Linked DNA regions of Mus musculus: all the other regions are linked to region 4. The links are chromatin contacts, called in public Micro-C and promoter capture Hi-C maps. All regions are on one chromosome and are shown on one strand. Each heading gives the region's core, a stretch centred on a gene start, on an enhancer-like site or on the middle of the called end of the contact. The rest is flanking DNA. Distances are from core to core; before and after follow the strand shown. Region 1 holds the start of Micos13 (mitochondrial contact site and cristae organizing system subunit 13). Region 2 holds the start of Catsperd (cation channel sperm associated auxiliary subunit delta). Region 3 holds the start of Fsd1 (fibronectin type 3 and SPRY domain-containing protein). Region 4 holds the start of Kdm4b (lysine (K)-specific demethylase 4B). Region 5 holds the start of Dus3l (dihydrouridine synthase 3-like (S. cerevisiae)). Region 6 holds the start of Rfx2 (regulatory factor X, 2 (influences HLA class II expression)).

Evidence for each region. Promoter capture Hi-C pulls out the DNA fragments that hold promoters and counts their contacts. Hi-C and Micro-C count contacts between places; a contact is called where the count stands out from the background.
Region 1: a contact with region 4 is called in a promoter capture Hi-C map of embryonic stem cells, with 5 times the contacts expected there. The contact joins the promoter of Micos13 here to the promoter of Kdm4b in region 4. A contact is called at or near these places in 18 of 39 promoter capture datasets (the 3T3-L1 cell line, the C10 cell line, the HPC-7 cell line and 11 more), 1 of 15 datasets of contacts at CTCF or cohesin (the NIH/3T3 cell line), 4 of 484 Hi-C or Micro-C datasets (B cells, CD4 T cells, bone marrow-derived macrophages and 1 more), 23 of 115 datasets of contacts at active chromatin or transcription factors (the HPC-7 cell line, T-cell acute lymphoblastic leukemia, bone marrow-derived macrophages and 14 more) and 5 of 9 other capture datasets (adipose tissue, embryonic stem cells, liver and 2 more).
Region 2: a promoter capture Hi-C map of embryonic stem cells shows a contact between it and region 4. The contact joins the promoter of Catsperd here to the promoter of Kdm4b in region 4. A contact is called at or near these places in 21 of 39 promoter capture datasets (the 3T3-L1 cell line, 3T3-L1-derived adipocytes, the C10 cell line and 13 more), 1 of 15 datasets of contacts at CTCF or cohesin (the NIH/3T3 cell line), 2 of 484 Hi-C or Micro-C datasets (CD4 T cells and embryonic stem cells), 25 of 115 datasets of contacts at active chromatin or transcription factors (the 230-238 cell line, the HPC-7 cell line, bone marrow-derived macrophages and 16 more) and 3 of 9 other capture datasets (adipose tissue, embryonic stem cells and liver).
Region 3: a promoter capture Hi-C map of neural stem cells shows a contact between it and region 4. The contact joins the promoter of Fsd1 here to the promoter of Kdm4b in region 4. A contact is called at or near these places in 1 of 39 promoter capture datasets (neural stem cells), 1 of 484 Hi-C or Micro-C datasets (cerebellum) and 2 of 9 other capture datasets (adipose tissue and liver).
Region 5: a contact with region 4 is called in a promoter capture Hi-C map of embryonic stem cells, with 4 times the contacts expected there. The contact joins the promoter of Dus3l here to the promoter of Kdm4b in region 4. A contact is called at or near these places in 7 of 39 promoter capture datasets (the C10 cell line, cranial neural crest, embryonic stem cells and 3 more), 4 of 115 datasets of contacts at active chromatin or transcription factors (acute myeloid leukemia, bone marrow-derived macrophages, embryonic stem cells and 1 more) and 1 of 9 other capture datasets (liver).
Region 6: a contact with region 4 is called in a Micro-C map of embryonic stem cells, with 5 times the contacts expected there. The contact joins the promoter of Rfx2 here to the promoter of Kdm4b in region 4. A contact is called at or near these places in 3 of 39 promoter capture datasets (cranial neural crest, erythroid cells and pre-B cells) and 2 of 484 Hi-C or Micro-C datasets (CD4 T cells and embryonic stem cells).

The regions. Positions count from the first base shown.
Region 1 is chr17:56,608,468-56,611,462 of GRCm38.p6, forward strand. Micos13 (mitochondrial contact site and cristae organizing system subunit 13) reads right to left here and starts at 1,304. Exons shown (of 4, transcript NM_153152.4): 1 at 1,173-1,304; 2 at 379-556; 3 at 171-225. The coding sequence starts at 1,201. It also overlaps a transcript of Rpl36 not described here.
Region 2 is chr17:56,626,467-56,629,570 of GRCm38.p6, forward strand. It overlaps Catsperd (cation channel sperm associated auxiliary subunit delta), which reads left to right and starts at 1,677. Exons shown (of 22, transcript NM_175350.3): 1 at 1,677-1,784. The coding sequence starts at 1,723. Lonp1 (lon peptidase 1, mitochondrial) reads right to left here and starts at 437. Exons shown (of 18, transcript NM_028782.2): 1 at 15-437. The coding sequence starts at 407.
Region 3 is chr17:55,985,042-55,987,926 of GRCm38.p6, forward strand. Fsd1 (fibronectin type 3 and SPRY domain-containing protein) reads left to right here and starts at 1,470. Exons shown (of 13, transcript NM_183178.2): 1 at 1,470-1,612; 2 at 2,702-2,797. The coding sequence starts at 1,598.
Region 4 is chr17:56,324,685-56,327,521 of GRCm38.p6, forward strand. It overlaps Kdm4b (lysine (K)-specific demethylase 4B), which reads left to right and starts at 1,366. Exons shown (of 23, transcript NM_172132.3): 1 at 1,366-1,545.
Region 5 is chr17:56,763,351-56,766,266 of GRCm38.p6, forward strand. Dus3l (dihydrouridine synthase 3-like (S. cerevisiae)) reads left to right here and starts at 1,401. Exons shown (of 13, transcript NM_144858.2): 1 at 1,401-1,591; 2 at 2,175-2,442. The coding sequence starts at 1,506.
Region 6 is chr17:56,829,145-56,832,301 of GRCm38.p6, forward strand. Rfx2 (regulatory factor X, 2 (influences HLA class II expression)) reads right to left here and starts at 1,864. Exons shown (of 17, transcript NM_009056.2): 1 at 1,739-1,864.

The sequences.
Region 1 (2,995 bases), core at 54-2,553, 280 kb after region 4:
TCACAATCATGGGCCACCATACCCAGTCCTTTCTACTTAGTTCCATAGGTGATATACAGGCACACAAACAGGAAAACATGGAGGAGTAGAAAGGGTCAATGAGGTAAACAGGGCTGGGAGAGAGGCTGGGGTGCCCAGGCATCCCCCCAAGCAGGGGCATAGGGGCCTACCTGAGTTCCAGGAATCACGGAAGTTTGGAAATTTAATCTTTGGAGGGGTTGGGAGCTGGGAAGAAAGAGGAACACGGGCTGACACGGGAAACAGGTCACAGCCTTGTCTCCCAAACCCAGAAACACAAAACTCCACCAAGCAGGGGTGGAGGAGGCCCCAAGGACACCCAGAAGCAACCTGTAGGCCACCCACTCCCAGCCAAGGTACCTGTGGCATCTCCAGACCTGTCTGCTGGCACACATATTGGCTGAACTGGTACATTGCTGGTGGCACAACCTCCTCGGCCTTCCGCAGGGCAGCCTCACTCTTGTCACTAGGCCCCAGCAGCTCCTGGTCATAAACAAGGTAGACTGCTCCTCCAGCCACACTTCCCTTAATGAGGAACCTTCAGGAATACATGAAGGGAGACGCTGTGGGGGGCAGGATCTCAGAGATCAGACAGTTGATCATTTTTTGTTGTTGTTGTTTTGTTTTTCGAGACAGGGTTTCTGTGTAGCCCTGGCTGTCCTGGAACTCACTCTGTAGACCTGGCTGGCCTCGAACTCAGAAATCCGACTGCCTCTGCCTCCTAAGTGCTGGGATTAAAGGCGTGTGCCACCACTCCCGGCCAGTTGATCATTTCATTTGCCTTTGTGACACGACTTTTAGCAGTAAACGGAGTCTTAAAGAGAGACAGGGTGGGTCATTCGAAACCCTGCAAAGGATAATGGACACTCAAGATCCCTGGTACAAAACCTTCCAGGGTGTCTGGCGGAGCTTCCCCGCAAGTTACTCAAGTCAGCTACGGAGGGAGATGGGCAGGATTGCCTACGCATCTGAATTGCACCTAAGAGTAAATTGAAGCAGTAGGGTGATAAGGGCTGGCTGAAGCCAGTTTCCCTACACAGACCGTGAGAAAGGTCCGTAACAACCGGAAGTGAGCCGTCGCAGGACCCTAAGCCACGAGGCAGAGATGCCTACAGCCCCGAACTTTCTCAGGGCCTCCACGATTGTCCACGCACCTCATTAGCGACCACACTCGAGCCACCATGGTTAGTCTCTCGCTTCACTCGCCGCGCAAGGACAAGTAATTCGCCCGCCGCTTCCGGTTGGTGTCGCTGCTGAGACTCCTGGGAAATGTAGTGGTCGCTGTCAGCCGCAATGGAGTTAGACTCTTGTAGGTCGAGGTCCGTGGCTGCCGCAATTCTTTCTGGGAAATGTATTAGTTAGGCGGAAGACCAAAGAAGGGCTAGGCCGCGAAGGCTCCTGGGAAATGTAGTCTGGAGGCACGACAGAGACGAGCCCTCGGAAGACACTGGTCGGATTCCCCGCGCCCGCGCGGAGAATTGAGTGTCCCCCAGGTGAAGCAAGCCTAAGTGATGGTTACCACGGCAACGCGAGGGCTGGATTGTTCCAGAGAAGCAGGCCTTTGGTTCACGTGAGCGGTTAGGGGTGTGGCTCTAACCTAGGAAGCTTGGAGAGGCTACAGATGGCCTGTGAGATGGACGCTTGCCAAGGTTGTTGACTTGCCAAGGCCAAGGCGCTGGAGGATCCCTGCCGGGTAGAAGTCTTGGGGTCATGTGAGAACGGGTTGGCGGTGGGTGGTCCGGAGTACAAGGAGCCACACTGGGGTGCGAAGTGCCGCAGGAGGGGTTAGCGGCCAAGTGGACATCATGTAGATCCCTGTTCGGTTGCAAGGTGAGCTTGAGCAGATGTGCACCATGGATGCATGGATGCCTTGTAATTGTCTATGGAGACCTATTGTCCTAATTACTTCTCAGTTGTCCTGACAAAGCACCATGGCCAAGGCAACTCAATAGAAGGAAAAGTTTTCTGCTTCCAGTTTCAGAGGACCATGACCATCGTAACGCGGAGCATGACAGCAGGCAAACCGGGATGGCGCTGGAGCAGCAGCTGAGAGCTTACATTGTGGCTCATAAGCTGAAAGAGACTACAGGGTATTGTGTGGGCTTTTGAAACCTTAAAGTCCACACCACTGTCACCCCTGCCCCAAGAAAACTTATCTCCTAATCCTTGCCAAACAGTTCTACCAAATGGGGACCAAGCATTCAAATACATGAAACTGTAGGGGTCATTCCGATTCAACCATACACAAGACCCCCCCCACACACAACTTTATTTCTTTATTACTTATTTTTGTGTTGGGTTTGGTTTGGTTTGCCTTTGGTTGGTTATTGTTTGCTTGCTTGTTTTGAGGCAAGGTTTGTCTAACAGTCCTGGCTGTCCTGGAACTCACTTTGTGGCCCAGGCTGGCCTCGAACTCACAGCTCTGCCTGCATCTGCCTCTTAAGTGTTGGTATTAAAGTGTGTTCCACCATCACCCAGCTTTGTGGGTTTTTTTCTTTTTTAGACGGGGTCTTATTCTTTGTACGTGATTGGTCTGGAACTCATATGGACCAAAGCTGAATTCTCCTGCCTGGGCCTCCTCATTCCTGCTTTTACAGACATGTCCAGTGTCTATGGTGACATTTTCTCCTTTTCACCCAGAACTAAAATAAACCAACCCTCATGACTAAGAATGGGTGAGAGGAGCCTAGAACATGGCAAGGTAGCATGTGGCATTGCCAGTAGCGCTTAGACAGTGTATCTTTGGACCTAAGATTTGAAAGAAGTAAGTTTTAGGGAAGAGCGTCCAAGCAAGAACTCAGCCAGTGCACAGGCCCAGGACCTGGGACAAAGCTGAGCAGACTGGGCAGTTTGGACTGGCTCCTGGAGGACCCTTTAAGGGGCCCAGGGCTTTGTTTTCCCCCCACTCCCAGAATGACCAGAGTGAGTGGTCTGAGGAAGAAGGAAGGATGTTGGCAGCAGGACATCTTCATTATGT
Region 2 (3,104 bases), core at 427-2,926, 300 kb after region 4:
GGGGCTCTGGTTACCTCCACGATCTTGATAAAGCGCGGGAACACAGGGTTGCGGGTGATGGCGATGAGCGGCAGGTGAGGAAACACATCCGGGACGGTCATGGGCGCGAGCGCTGTGACGACCGGGCCTTCCCCGGTGCTCGCCGTGGCCCCGTCCTCCGCACCGCCCTCGGAGGTCTCGTCGCTGCCACCGCGGTTGCCCGAGTCCCACAGCCCCCGCCACTGGACCCCGCCGGGAAGAACGCGGCCGCCCCAGGGAGCTGACATGTCGCAGGCCCGACATCCTCGGCGCAGCCACGACCCGGACGCGCTCGGGACCCGGCCTCCGGTGACAGCCAGCAGCGGCCGCCGCAGAACCCAGCACCGCGCAGCGGCCCAGAGCCGCACGTAGCCTGTGCTCGCCGCCATGGAACAGCCATACTGACGGCGCACCGCACTTACGTCATCTCTGCTCGCCCCCCGTTTGCGCACGTGATGACGCTCGCGTGCTTCGGGCTGGAGAGGCGGAGCTTGAATAAGGTGAGTGAGTGGGCGTGGTCAGAGGGAGACTGGGTTTGGGGATGGGAGGGCGGAGTAGGGGCGTGGTTCAAGGCTCAGAGCGGGGCTTGGAGTTGGACGGCAAGGGGGCGTGGCCCGATGAAGGATGTTCTAGAGAGGACTTTGAGGATCTGGATGAAAAAGTGAGAGGTGTAGTAAGCTTGAGGAAACATGACGGAGAAAGCAGGACTGGTGTGTGGTCCGAATGGGGGGCGCTCCACCAGGCAGGGATTGGAGGAACTGGAATCAGGGATATGGCCGAAGGCGGGCTCAAAGGTCGGGGCTTGACATAGGGGCGTGGCCAGAGCGGTGACTCCAGACTGGAGCTTGTGCGGAGGGGGCGGGGGGCATCGCTCTAGGAAGGGGGCCTGGAAGAAGCGTGGCCCCTCCCAGTTCCTACAACTACTGGTTTGTCCTGTCCAAGCTGTACCTTAGTACTGCGTTCTGTTTTTCTACTGCCATCAAAAAGGTTTTACAGGGTAAATTCTGTGTTCTGAAGGCATCGGAAGAAAAGTACAGCGCACCCCTCCTTTAACTTTAGTCTTTTCAGCGTTCTTTGTTGATACACAACAACAGGTTTTACTACATCTCCCTACGCAGTTGGTGGCATCTTCACTCCACACTGGAGGAGGCGTGCTTGGAGGGCTTTTGCCTCTCGTATAGTATGCATGCTAAAGGCCGTGCGCAGGTGCGCCTGCTCAGCGTTGCCTTTGTTGTCAGTGGTCCGTGAGGCACTTACCAAAACACTGAAGCTTCCAGGACACGTCCCAAGAGACCCGTGTGCATGCTCCGGCTCCACAAAGCAGGGAGTGGATTGATGCATGCCCAAAGCTCTGCTTCCACACCCACGTGTGCTCATGCTAGTGCTGTGGTGACCTCCTTGAAGTTTGGGCATGCTTTGGATTTTGACTTATGGATCTGGGAACCTGGGTGTAATTTTCAGGTTTGAAATGTGCGAGCTCTGCTTCCATATTGCGCATGCCCACTCCTTCCAGTTTCCTCTGCGTAGACCTAACCGGGCTTTTGTCCGACACGTCCAAAAGGTCCTGCTAGTGGCCTTCTTACCTGGTGCGCGTGCCCAGACAAGAGGCGGGTAGGAGAGAAGCGGCCTAACCTCACGCATGCTCAGACACTTTCTCAAGCTTGGCGGTTGAAGAGCAGTGTTAGCTGTGGAGAACCAGGCAAGATGCTGGTGTTGATGCTAGCAGCAGCAGTGGCCACCATGGTCAGGGCTCACACACTGTGCCGGTACAACTGCCTAACTGGGTTGGATTGCTGCTGGGAGGTTTTTTTTTTTTTTAAATGATATTTCAATTTTATTTTTTTTATTTATATGAATACACTGTAGCTGTCTTCAGACGCACCAGAAGAGGCCATTAAATCCCATTACAGATGGTTGTGAGCCACCATGTGGTTGCTGGGAATTGAACTCAGGACCACTGGAAGAGCAGTCAGTGCTCTTAACCACTGAGCCATCTCTCCAGCCCTGCTGGGAGGTTTATGACAGGAGGAATGGGGCTGGTTCTTGTTGGAGCCCAGGCATACCCTCCAGCCCAATTGTAGAAATCAAATTTGGCATATCTCTCCCAAGCAAATCACTAAAATCCATTTCTGGGTGTGGAGCCAGGGCTTTGGACATGCGTCAAACCTAAGTTCCTTGTGCAGTCTGCAATCTGTCCCACCATCCATCCCTACCTGGCTCAGCAGCAGTGCCATGGGCTGTTGAGGCTGAGTGCATGTTGGGAAGTATGCTGTGCTTAGTGCCATGGTGAGCAGTGTCTCTGATCGCTAACATGCAAGTATGTCTCTGTATGCCCTCCTCCTTCCCACTTTTCTCCCCGGAGGTCACCAGCCTGAGGGGACAAAAGGGGCAGAGGTGGAGAGGAGGGTTCAGACAGCCATGAATATGGACAAAATGATCTCTGGAGACTACTGCAGTGGGATGTCTGCTGTATTCTTCCAGGGATGAGAGCGTATTTAAGGGCTTTTTGGTTTGGTTTTGGGGGTTTTTTTGGTTGGTTGGTTGGTTGGTTGGTTGGTTTTGGTTTTTTCAAGACAGGGTTTCTCTTTATAGCCCTGGCTGTCCTGGAACTCACTTTGTAGACCAGGCTAGCCTCGAACTCAGAAATCCGCCTGCCTCTGCCTCCCGAGTGCTGGGATTAAAGGCGTGTGCCACGCCCGGCTTTAAGGGCTTTTTTGAGGGGTACAGGTGGAAAGGGCCAATGGGTCATGTGGGTGGGAAGCCAGAACAGGCTGTGTGTGCTGAGTTCTGCAGCTGGTCACTTTTCAGAGGCCAGCCACCTGTGTTTAAGGACACTGTCCAAACAAAGACAGGAAGAGACAGGGAAGCCCTGCTGAGAAAGGAAAAGTCTCCCACTTTTGGTGCCCAGCTCAGAAAGCCATCCTGTCGTGGAGGCTGCTAACTAACTGTCCCCTGGGGACCTCAGTTCTTAAGCCCTGAATTCTAGATTATCATCACTGGAGTTCAGCAAGGCAGTCCCTTGCTGTGAGTTTTGCAGCCAGCCTGTGCAACATAGCCGGATCTGTGTCTGAATACAATGCCTTACC
Region 3 (2,885 bases), core at 220-2,719, 340 kb before region 4:
CCCACATGGCAGCTCACAACTATCCATAACTCCAGTTCTAAGGAATCTAATACCTTCACACAGGGTAGCCTTGGCTACACGTGGAGTATAAGGCCAGCCTGGGCAACATAAGTTAGGAATCCCCTGTCTAAGTTCCGGGGTCTCAAGTCTTTCCCTTGTTGCAGTCTGCAGTTCTGGGCATGGGGCTAGGCCATGTCAGCAGAATTCTGTGGTAACTTTGGGGTCACACAGGTAATAACCATCAGTGTCACCGCTGTTGCCATTGTGCCGGGTGTGGTGCGCACACCTTTAATCCCAGCACTCGGGAAGCAGAGGCAGGGAGTCTCTTGAGTTGCAGGCCAGTCTGGGCTTTAGAGAGAGAGACCTCCTCTGGTAGGAAAATCAAGTCACCCTGTTCTCAGTCAAACCATAAGGGCAGCTGTAACTCCTGGTGGGCAGTGAGTGCACAGACATCCCCAGCCAATTATGCCATCTTCATTCCCGCTGGAAGGTTAGGACCTCTCTGTGAATGAAGTGGTCTTAACCTGTCCAGGCCAAGTCTGCCTCTTACAGGTTCTCATGGCCACCTGCAAGGTCTGGGCAGAAGCGGAGGCTTTGAGTGGTGAGTGGTTCTCACAGTCAACTTCCAGCCTCAGCCCCACTCTGGGGTCAGTGGCCAATACTGTAATAGTTGACCAAGAGAGTTGTCTCATACCCAATCACAACCATGACCTATTTTCTTAGGAGTGGGGGGAGGGCAGTGTTTAAAGACCCTGGGGTTGATGAAGCCCCAGGCTGGTGGTCCTCAACCTTCCTAATGCTTGAACCCTTTAATATAGTCCCTCATGTTGTGGTGACCCCCCACCCATAAAATTTTTCATTGCTACTTCATACCCATAATTTTGCTACTGTTATGAATCATAACGTAAATATTTTTGTTTTCCAAGGGTCTTAGGCGATCCCTGTGAAGAAGTCATTTGACCCCAATGTGGTTGAGAAACTCTGCCTCAGCCTTTGCCGGGCTAATAGCAGATGAACTCTTTAGATAAATATGTCTAGCCCTGAAGAGCAAGGGCTGGTAGAAAGGTTTCTAGGGGAAGATACAATCTGAGGCTTTGGGGGATGTATAGGACCTTGTCTCACTGTGCGACCATAATGGCTCTATTCTGGTTGGTTGTACAAGCAGTAAGTGGCAAGCATGTGGGCCACCGAAGGACAGCTCTCAGGGTAGGAAAGGGTGGGCACCCTGGGTGCCAATTTGAATAGCAAACCGGATCAATCTGAGGTGAGTAAGGGATAGTCCTGAGTTCACAAGACAGGATAAGAGGCCAAACTCAGATATCCTGCCTTCCGCCTGAGGGCTTCCTCATCCCTCCCAGTATTACACTGGGATAACCCAAGCTCCGGAGGAAGACAACTACATTTCCCAAGCAGCGCCGGTCGCTCGCGCATGCGTAGTACATGTAGTGATGGAGCGCTGAGCAGGGGGCGCGGCGGCGGAGGCGGCGAGGGCACGGAAGGCTAGTTGGCTGCTGTCTGCGTCCAAGGAACTTTAAGGGTTTGGAGAACCAGCTGAAGGGGACCCGCGGCCAGGCCAAGGCAACAGGGGGCTGCAACTATGGAAGACCAGAGGGTAGGACCTGGAGAAATGCAGGGATTGGGAACAGGGAGGGGACCAGGTGATGCCGCAGCGCCCCTCCCCCCGCACGGGCCGCCCGCACAGCGGCTCCTGTTAACACGCAGACCCCCTACCTCTCCTCCCCGCTCCTGCCCTCCCTCAGCATCTCGTCATCCTAGCCTGGGATCCTAATCCACCCCACAGGTCACCAACCCAAGCTACGCAGGGCCCAGCCCCACCACCCTGGGTGGGAACCGGCTTCTGGTGTCCTCCACCTGCTTTCCCAGAGGATCCTCCTCTCCTTGCCCAGTCCTTCACAAGCAAGACCTTCCAGCTGCCCAAGTGAAACCCGTCCACTTCCCAGGCGGACCCCTGCCTATCACGCCTCTCCCAGGAGAAGTTTGTTTCTCCATATACTCAGTTGGACTCTGGGACTCGCCTTGCCCAGACTACTCTCTCGGTGCAGCTCACCTTCAGCTTTAAAGATGCACCTACTGGCCTGGGTTGCTGGTGGTACACTCCTGTGTCCTATCCTCTAGAGGTAGAGGCAAGAGGTAGATGTTAGTTCAAGACTAGCCTAGGCTACACAGTGAGACTCTGTCTCCAAAACTGAACAAGGAGCTGTGGAGGTGTCTCAGTGGGTAAAGTGTTTGCTATGCAAATGTGAGAACCTGAGTTCAAGTTCCCAACGCCCACGTAGGAAGCTAGTTTAGTGTGTAGCTGCATACACTACAGCCCCAGCCCTAGGGACACGGACACAGGAGGATCCCTGGGGCTCGATGGCAGCTGGCCTAGACCAGGCTCACTGAGAAACCATACTCAAGTAATAGGTGGACATTGAGAGAGGAAGACAGCCAACATTGACCCCTGGCCTCCACATGCATGTGCATGCATACATATGTGCACACACACACACACACACACACACACACACACCCAAAGTCAAAACCAAATAAGCTCAGTGCTCAAAGTCTGTCCCTGAGAGGCTCTGTGGGCTCCAGTTTTCTTCTCTACTATGGGAATCTCACAGCCTCACATCAGACCTGTATTCCTGGAGGACAGCGCTCCCCCAACCTGCTGCCCCATGTTCCTTCTGTCCCCCAGGAGGCGCTAAGAAAAATCATCACTACCCTGGCCATGAAGAATGAGGAGACGCAGACCTTCATCTACTCCCTGAAGCAGATGTTGCTGAATGTAGAGGTGAACAGTCTGCTCCTGTCTGCAGATGTGGGTGCAGGGGAGAGGCCAGGAGGCACCCCTCTGTCTGCTGGGGACTCTCCACACCTTG
Region 4 (2,837 bases), core at 116-2,615:
GCTGTTCTCTTTACATTGCACAATGAAGAGCAATGGAAACAATTCAAGACTCGTCTAGCTTGGAATAATTTATGTGTAACCTTGAGAGTTAGTGAATTAGCAACAGACTAGGGGGGTAGAACAAATATCTTGGGTGCACAAAGAACCTGCTCTAAGGAGGGTACTTTCCAGATGTTAGATATTAAAGTAGAAGGATTTCTAGTCTACCCCATAAAACAGGAATGTTGTCACCTCTGCTTGCTCAAGTATAGAAGCCGTAATGGTAGTTTGCAAAGCAGGCTCTGGATAAAAGAGCTTGCAGTGAAGCCTAACAACCCAGATGACAAACTCCAGAGTTGCCCTCTGACCTGTAGAGGTATATACCACACATATATACAAAATAATAAAAATTTAAAATTATAAATGCATATTGATGGGGATGATATCAGACCTTAACTAAATGCTCTTGAGTGCAGGGTGACTGGTGTGGTGATGCTGTTCCCTTCACATCGCACAATGAAGAGATGGAAACAATTGTGTGGAGCAGGGGCTTGGACACCTGTAGCTGGAATTTGGGTGCCCAGGCCTCCAATTTGCAATACGCTGAGCTAGAGAGTAGGACCTAGGACATTTTGAGAAGTAGATAATTGAATCCTCTTCCACTGAGTTATTGCAACGCTTTCCATGGGTACAGCTATCAGTTCAAGGTGGGGGGTGGGGTGGACCAAGTCGCGCACGTTTTAGGGAACTCATGAACGTTTGGGGAGGGCAATATGGAACGCTTTTGAGATCCTCTTACCCTAGTTCGGCCTTTTGCAAAGCTGGGCTCAAATTCTGACTCTAGATCTAGAACTACTGGGTTTCGAACCACTGTCTCCGGACCCAGAGCTGATGTTGTGCAGGAAATCACGTACTCAGCAGCCGCCCGATCACAGGGTGGAGTCTGGAGCAGCAAGACAGCGATTGACATTCAGTCGCAACCATTCGGCACCCAGAGACCGGTACCAAACACCAATCCGCGTTTGTCTCAGTAAAGTCTGAGAACGCGCTTGTCAATCTGCGTGAGCTCGGGGCTATCCTACACCCGACCGCAGCCGGATTGGCTGTGTGCATCTTGACGGGCATGCTTCGTACCCACTGAAAGCTGAGCCGGTCACTAGGCACGTGAGTGGGTGCCGGCACGTCCTCGGGGTTGGACCAATGAAGGGAAGAAATCGAGTGCCTGCTCCCGCCCCAGGTCGCGGAGGGCGGGGCCGCTCGGTGTTGATGAGGGGAGGGGTGGAGCTGTCAGCCGCCACCAATCAGCGTGCGGGCGTGGGCTGAATGCCCAATGGCGGCCGAGTAGGAGCCGTCGCCCCGCCCCTCTGAAGCTTCGCCTCCCCGCCCCGGGCTCTTGCTGAGGGCTCGGCCGCGAGCGAGCGAACCATCGAAGGAGCAAAGAGACCGGGCGAAGCTCGGAGCCCAGTGGCCGGGGCGAGCGAGTGAGGGCCGGCGGGGGCGACGCGAGACGGCCGGGCACGCGCCGCTCAGCCTGCTGTCTGCGGCCCGGGCCGCGCGTTGCGCCAGGTGAGTGAGTGTGCGATCCGTGGCGGCGCTCAGCAGCTTCCAGGCCCCTTTGGGGGGCCGCGCGGCCGCCATGCCTGCCCCCACGCCGCACCTTGGGCCGCCGCGCGCACTCCAGGCCGAGGCTTTGGCTGCGGCCTACTCGGCTCCTCAGGGCGGCGGAGTACGCCGCGCTTTTGTCCGTTCGGGCGAAGCTGCTGTTTGTTGATCGACAAAACGATTGTGTGCCTGGGAAAGGAGGGTGTGTTTTTTTGGGGGTGGGTGGGGGGGGTTGACGATGGGGCCGGACAAAGGCGGGGCGGGGGCGGGGCGCCGCGTCCCCTTTCCAGGGCACAAAAGATGACAGCGTGGGTGGCCCGGTCCAGCCATCCCTTCAACAACCCCAAATCCTTAAAAATAAAAAACCCACTCCAAGTCCCTGCTCCCCGCCGCTTGCATTTTGGTTCCCTTTGGTTTGGAGCTGTCCCCTCCAAACACTCACCCATCATGGCCTTGCAAACTTGACCCCCGCATGTCCAGAATCTGTAAATCACCATATAATCTGCATTTTAAAAATGAAAATAAATAGTACACGTATCTGCTATTGCAATGGCAGCCTTTCCACCTCGCTTCTGTACCCTGGTCTCTTTGCTTTCCAGCTCCCTTCTTTCTGTAAGCCATGAAATGTGCAGTTTTCCGCGTGCACACTAGTCCAGGGCATCCCGGCAGACAGGGAAGCTTGGCAAAGCTGGGGACAGCTGGGGGTGGCTTTCCTACTGCCATATCCTGGGGGGTTTTGGGGGTTCTGTTAGGGGTTTCGGTCAGCCAGCTGAGAGTATAAGGGATTCCAGGTTTGCAGATTTGATGCTGTAACTGGTGCGGTTTGGCCATTACGGTTCGGGCATCGCGGTTCCTTGTCCCATCTGTCTGAAAGGGGGGGGGGCGGGGCGGAGGATGGCATCGCTTTAATAATTAACACCTGGGGAAGTGTCTTGCCGGAGTAGTTGCTAGTTTTTTTCAACTATGGAGAGGATGGATCCGGTATGTTTCAAAAAGCAAAAAGAAAGAGTGTATCTTTCCCTGTAACCAAGTGGGATTTGCTCAGCCTGCAGCCTGGTGCCAGCACCTTCATAGGCGCTGAGGATCTTGGTTGCAGAAGGTTGGGGGGTCCGGGATGTCTCTGTGTCCCATTAGTTGTGTATCTGACAGTCCCCAGGCTGGAGACTGCACTGTTCCCCAAACAGCTCCTGCCTCAAAATGGGTTCATTACGTGGGTCTTCAGGGGCTCCTACCACTACCAGGAAAGGGCTAATCAC
Region 5 (2,916 bases), core at 151-2,650, 440 kb after region 4:
CACGCCTCCTGCGGGAAGCCAGCCTGGGTTGCCTTGCACAGAAGAGGACGGAGTTGCTTTGAGGAAGGGATCTTGTTTCTGTCGTTGCCCTTTGCAGCCCTGTTTCTTCCAAGAGCGTGTCCTTATCACAACCCAATTGTAGACGCTACAAAGGAGCCTCAGCCTTAAAATGCATTGTTATTCCCATCTTGCCCAGTAGGGACGGTAGAGAGCAATGGCGCAAACAGGGTGCTATTGTGGTCTAAGGCTAATTAATCGCTTTACCTCTCTGGGCCTGTTTCCCCTTATGTTATACAACCAGCAGAGTCTAGTTCGTGCGTTGCGGGACAGCCTGGGCTACAGGGTGAGACCCCCATCTCCATGAATTAAATAAATTTAAATACTGATTGGTTTGACTTGGCTTTGGTTGAGACATGTAGCTCAGGCTGGCCTCAAACACCAGGACTGCCAGGGCTATACAGAGAAACCCTGTCTCGACCCCCTCCCCCCCCCCCAAAAAAAAAAAAACCAAAACAAAAACAAAACACTACCTCCCGATCCACCCAAGTGCTGTTCTTACATGTTTAAGCACATTTTTATTAAAATAGTAATTGCAGGATCGGAGAAGTGCCTGATGTCAGGCTCAAGGGGCTGAGTTCAATCCCGGGACCGACATGGGGATGCAGGGACCCCCGCCCCCCATTGTCATATGACCTCCACATAAGGGTGACACACAGGAGACCCACACACACACAATAGATGAGTAAATGTCACTTTCAAAGTAACGCTGGCACACACCTTTAATCCCAGCACTTGGGAGGCAGAGGCAGGAGGATTTCTGAGTTTGAGGCTTGCCTGGGCTACATAGTGAGACGCTGTCTCAAAAAAAAAAAAAAAAAGAAAAAAGAAAAGAAAAGGCAGTACAATAAAAATAATTCAAATTGCCACGCGTTTATGGGCCACAGTGGCTCACGAAGGGCACTGTCAAAGGACAGCGTGTCCCCGTGAAGTCATTTGATCCTTCAAAGCTGTTGGTATTTTTTGTTTGTCTTCTGAGACACGGTTTCTCTGAGTAGCTCAGGCTGTTCTGGACCTCACTCTATAGACCAGGCTGGCCTCGAACTCATGATTCACCTGACTCGATCTCCCCAGTGCTGGGATTAAAGGCGTGCGCAACACCGCTCGGGCTGCGGTTTTTTATTATAAAATAACAGACTCGTTTGTAAAAGGGACAGAAGCAGAGTAGGTGAGTGTGAGCTGCACCCACACCCACACCCCCAGATTCACTTCCACGGATCAAGAGTGACCCACGGATGACCGACAAGAACCCCTCCGGGACCCTTGAGCACTTCCGTTTCCTGCGCAGCCTTGGCCCCCCCCCCCCCCGCCCCCACGGTCGTGCGCACGCGCGCCTTAGCAGCATTGCTGTAGTCTGAGCGTGCGCATTTCTTTCTGTAGGCTCCAGAGGACACGAGCGACCCGGAAGACTTTCCTGCCACACTCCAGAGCTGGTGTGAGGGGCATCGATGGCGGAGACGGCAGCGGAGAGCGGTGGTGGCGGTGACTCCGGGGTTGGCGCGTGCGAACGGGGGGTGGCGCCCATTAAAGCTCAGTGAGTCGCTGGCGCCCGTCAGCGAAGCTGATGTGGCCTTCCCGGCGTCCGTGGCGGGTGCGAGTGGTGCATGCTGGGAGGTGTGGCGGCATCCTGGAGAGCGGCATCCCGGAGGCGCCAAAGTCTTTACCTACCTTCTGCTGACACACGAGTGTAACATGTGTTGGTTGTCACAAGCCATGAGGCCGGCTGTGCACATAGGCAGCTTTGGGGAACCAGAAGCAGGGCCCGAGGTGCATGGTGGGGCTTGTAGTCTCCACGAGGGAAAAAAAAATGGCTCGCAGCGAAAGACCTGGGAAGGGTGGTAGCTTGAGTCTCGCTGCCAAGCATGCTGGGGTTTGTAGTTCCTTCGTAGCCTACCAAGGATATTGATATTTGTGTGTCGCAACCCTTAAGGCAATTCAGTTCTCAGAGCAGAGACACAAATGGCTCCTTCAAGTGTAAAACAGGTGTCCCCGTGGCACTGGGTGAAAACTGGCTGGTTCTAAGTAGGGAAAGCTTCCTGCAAGCAGGAGCACGTGAGCTTGGCATTAGCCCCCAAGCCCCTTTCCCTGTGCACATCGAGCCTCTCCCGCTCTGGCAGGTACCGCACAACCAAAGAACGGTTCCACGAATATCTGGATGGAGACAAGCAGGAGGGTGCATGCCAGGAAGTGCCCACAGGAGACCCAGCTGAGCCAGGGGCCAAAAGAATTCGCCTGGAAGATGGGCAGGAAAATGGGAAGACAGAGGTGGCAATTGAATCCCGTGAAAGGCAGGTGCCCAAGAGGGCCCGTGGCCAAAACAAAAGCCGGCCCCATGTGAAGCCAGCACACTACGACAAGGACAGGCTCTGCCCGTCCTTCCTCCAGGTGAGGGGTGGCTCTACAGGCTTGGCTTAAAGTCTGAAGATGCTGTGCTGTGACAAATATATATGACCCTTGACCTACAGGGACTCGACCTAGTAGTGCCTTGCCTTGGCCCCTGGTGCTGCCTTCAAAGTCATTGACCCTCAGCCTATCTACACATCACACTTGAATTTATTTATTTTTGGTTTTTTTGAGACAGGGTTTCTCTGTGTAGCCCTGGCTGACCTGGAACTCACTCTGTAAACTAGGCTGGTCCTGAACTCAGAGAGCACTCCCAAGTTCTGGGATTAAAGATGTGCTCAGCTATTTCAATTTACCTTTTTTTTTTAAAAAGATTTATTTATTTATTTATTTATTTATTTATTTATTTATTTATTATATGTAAGTACACTGTAGCTGTCCTCAGACACTCCAGAAGAGGGAGTCAGATCTCGTTACAGATGGTTGTGAGCCACCATGTGGTTGCTGGGATTTGAA
Region 6 (3,157 bases), core at 614-3,113, 500 kb after region 4:
AGGAAAACATTTTAAGAGAAGTTTTACGTCATTATTATTTTATTAATATCATCACTGTTCTAGAATTGTCTTCGCTTCACTTTAAGTTTAAAGCTCATTCCACTGGCAGGGAGATGCGCAGGTAAGGGCTCTTGCCACCAAGTGTACTGAGCTCCCAAGATCAAGTGCTGAAGGGAGTCTCCTGTAATCTGTCCTCTAACCTCCGGGGGTGTGTGCACGTGCAGTATAGTCACACACAATAAATACACGTAAAAATTTAAATCGGAAAGCAAATCACTTTTGACAATAAGAAAAGAGTCATCTGACTCCCGAGGACCTGACGGCCACTTCTGAGGAGGGACCCACTGTCCTCTGCGCCGTGGCCCCAACTGAACTCTGTTCCCTTCAAGGAAAAAGGGAGCAAAAAGTAGAAGCAAGCCAGGGCTGGAGGAGTGGGGGTCATCAGGGTCAAGAGAGGCGAGTGGTGGTTATGATTACAACACATTATACACACAGGAGAAGGCCACACTTATGTACATGCTAATAAAGTTACATTTATTAACACTCAATCGTTGTAGGATTTTTCCTGGGGGACCTGAGTACCGGAGTGTTCCGGAGACGTACTAAAGTAGGGGTGAAGTCTCAGGAGAGACAGCGGTCCCAGCTGTTTCTTGGTGCGTTCCCCGCCCCAACTCCCCTCCCCGCCACCCTAGGGGGCTCTGTCCGGAACCGAGCTCTCTAGGGTCCAAGGAAACAACCGCAGCCCTAGCGAATCCCAACTGCGAACTCGGATATGACCCATGGAAAGGGGCGAGGAAGACAATCCGGTGTTTTGGGATGTGCTGCCTGTGCACAGGAGGGCTGCGCACGCACTCTCCCGGCCTCCTGGATCTTCCTACAAACGGTTCACACAATATTTTCCTTCGGGAAAGTTTTCTAGATTGGGGATCTCGGCAAAGAGGACGCTATGGGTGCGCTTGAGCTTCCCGGAGCGGCATGGTAAAGGACCCCCAAACGCAGCGGTGTCGGGTTCCAGGGGAGAGTGGTCCGAGGATTTGGGGCGCCGGGGGTATTTGGGATGGGCAAGAAAACGCGAAGGGAGGAGTTCCTTCCAGAACAGAACAAACGCAGTGACTATTTTGGTCAAAGCACAAGAAAACGGTGCCGGAGCCCCCAAATCCTAAGTCAAGAAGGAAACCCGAGGGTCAGAACTATGAGGCAAGCAGAAGAGTACCCTCGGAGTTAAGTACATGGATAAAAGCCAGAACCCCGATTTCATAAGTATAAAAGGGAGACGGTGCCTCTGGGTTTTCAGACTTGGACGAGAATGGCTGGCTCTGTGGGAGCCCCCAACTCAGGTTTTAGGGGGATGACAGCAAGGAGCGGGTTTGGGGCAACTCCAATTCAGGCTTTGGGAGTAGTCAAAGAGAGGACTGACTAGTTTGAGGGCGCCTCCGAGTTTCAGGTGTTGTGGAGTAAGAGACAAGGAGGGGTCTTCTGGAGTCCCCGCTCCTCAAAGTCAGATTTAGTGCGTCAAAGGCGAGAAGAGATCGCTTCACTTTACAAACTTTTGAGAGTGTGAGAGGGGTTCCACCCAGCCCAGGGCTCCCCCAAATCAGAGGCGCCTATCAGGATTGGATGAGGTTGGCGTCTGCAAAGTTGGGGCGCCGGGTCCGGCCGCGCCCGCCCCCGCGACCCCCCTCCAGCGGGGTCCCCCCCCCCTCCGCCACCGCCCCCTGCCCCGGCCCGCACCGCTCACCTGGAGTTCGGCAGGGAGTTCCGGTAGCGGCTCCCGCGGCGTCGGCCGCTGCGTGTCGCTCCGCGTTGGTAAGTAACAGTCTCCACGGCTACAGTCTCTATGGCGGCGGCGGTGGCGGCGCCGGCCGCTCCTCCTCCGGCTCCCGCCGCCCTCCCGCCCGCCCGCAGCGCCCGCCCGCAGCAGGCGCCCGCCCGCCTCAGCCTCGCGCTGCCCTCACGGGGCGGGGCGTTGCGCCCGGCAACGGTTACCAAGCTGCACGCCCCGCCCCCTCCAACGGCCCGCCCATGCCCGCCTCCAACGGCCTCGGGGAGGGCGGGCGATCTCCCCATTGGCTTTCATAGTGCCCGTCAGAGGTGAAGGGGCAGGTCCTTGGGTAGAATACCAGCCAATCGCTGAGAAGGAGGGCGGGGCCTGGCGGGAGGCGCGCGGCTCCCGGGAAGGGTTGGCTCTAAGGAGGTGCGCGAGGGCCCACTGGTGGCAGTGCGTGTTTTGCGGAGTTACGGTGATTCCGCTAGACCGGAGGCGCTCACCGTCTAAGGGGAGCAGCAGACTCTGGCCTTGCGCCTGCTCTTTCATGGTCCACAAACTGAAAACTTTTTTTTTAAAGATTGTTGTCTATGCGTGTGCATGCAATGCGCATGAAGACCCGAAGAGAGCGTTGGATCGCCCTGGAACCAGAGTGACCGTCTGCTATGAGCCGCCTAATTGAGCAGGGACCGATCCCGGGTCCTCTGCAAGAGCAGAAGCCTCCTCTCCAGCGCTTCTCCTTTTTTTTTTTTTTTTTTTTTTTTTTTTGAGCCGGTGTCTTGTATACACTCACTACACCGCTTAAGCTGGCCTCCAACACCTGATTTTCCTGGCTCCATCTCCTAGTGCTGGGATGATGGGTGTGTGTTCACCAGTCCTGGCTAAGCTGACAACTCCTCACCCACCCCATCTCGCTTCTCTGTCCTCTCTGGTTCATATATATATACAGGTCTCAATGTGGACTCTTCATAAAGCTTATATTTTGGTGGGATGACACAAACAGAATGAAAAGTTAACGCAAAAGGAAAGGTTTAAACCCAGAGACCCAAGTGCGGAGGAGCTGTCAGACCATAGCTCCATTCATTCATTCATTCATTCATTCATTGAACGTCCAATTGCACCAGTGAACATGGGTAATTTGGGCTTATGTGCCCAAAGCGGTGAGTCAGGGTCTTGCTAAGTAGTCCAAGCTAGACTAGATTCCCACTATGTAGTCCAAGTTAATGTTCTTTTTGTCTTAGGTCCTTGACTACTAGGGTGAGAGGCAGGTGCCACCAAGCATTTGTGCACAGTCTAACTCATGAAATCCTGAACTTAGGCCGCGAGAAAGGCAGTAGACGCTGCCTCTAGGACTGGAGTTTCCAAAATAAATATATTGGAGCAACTGGAAGC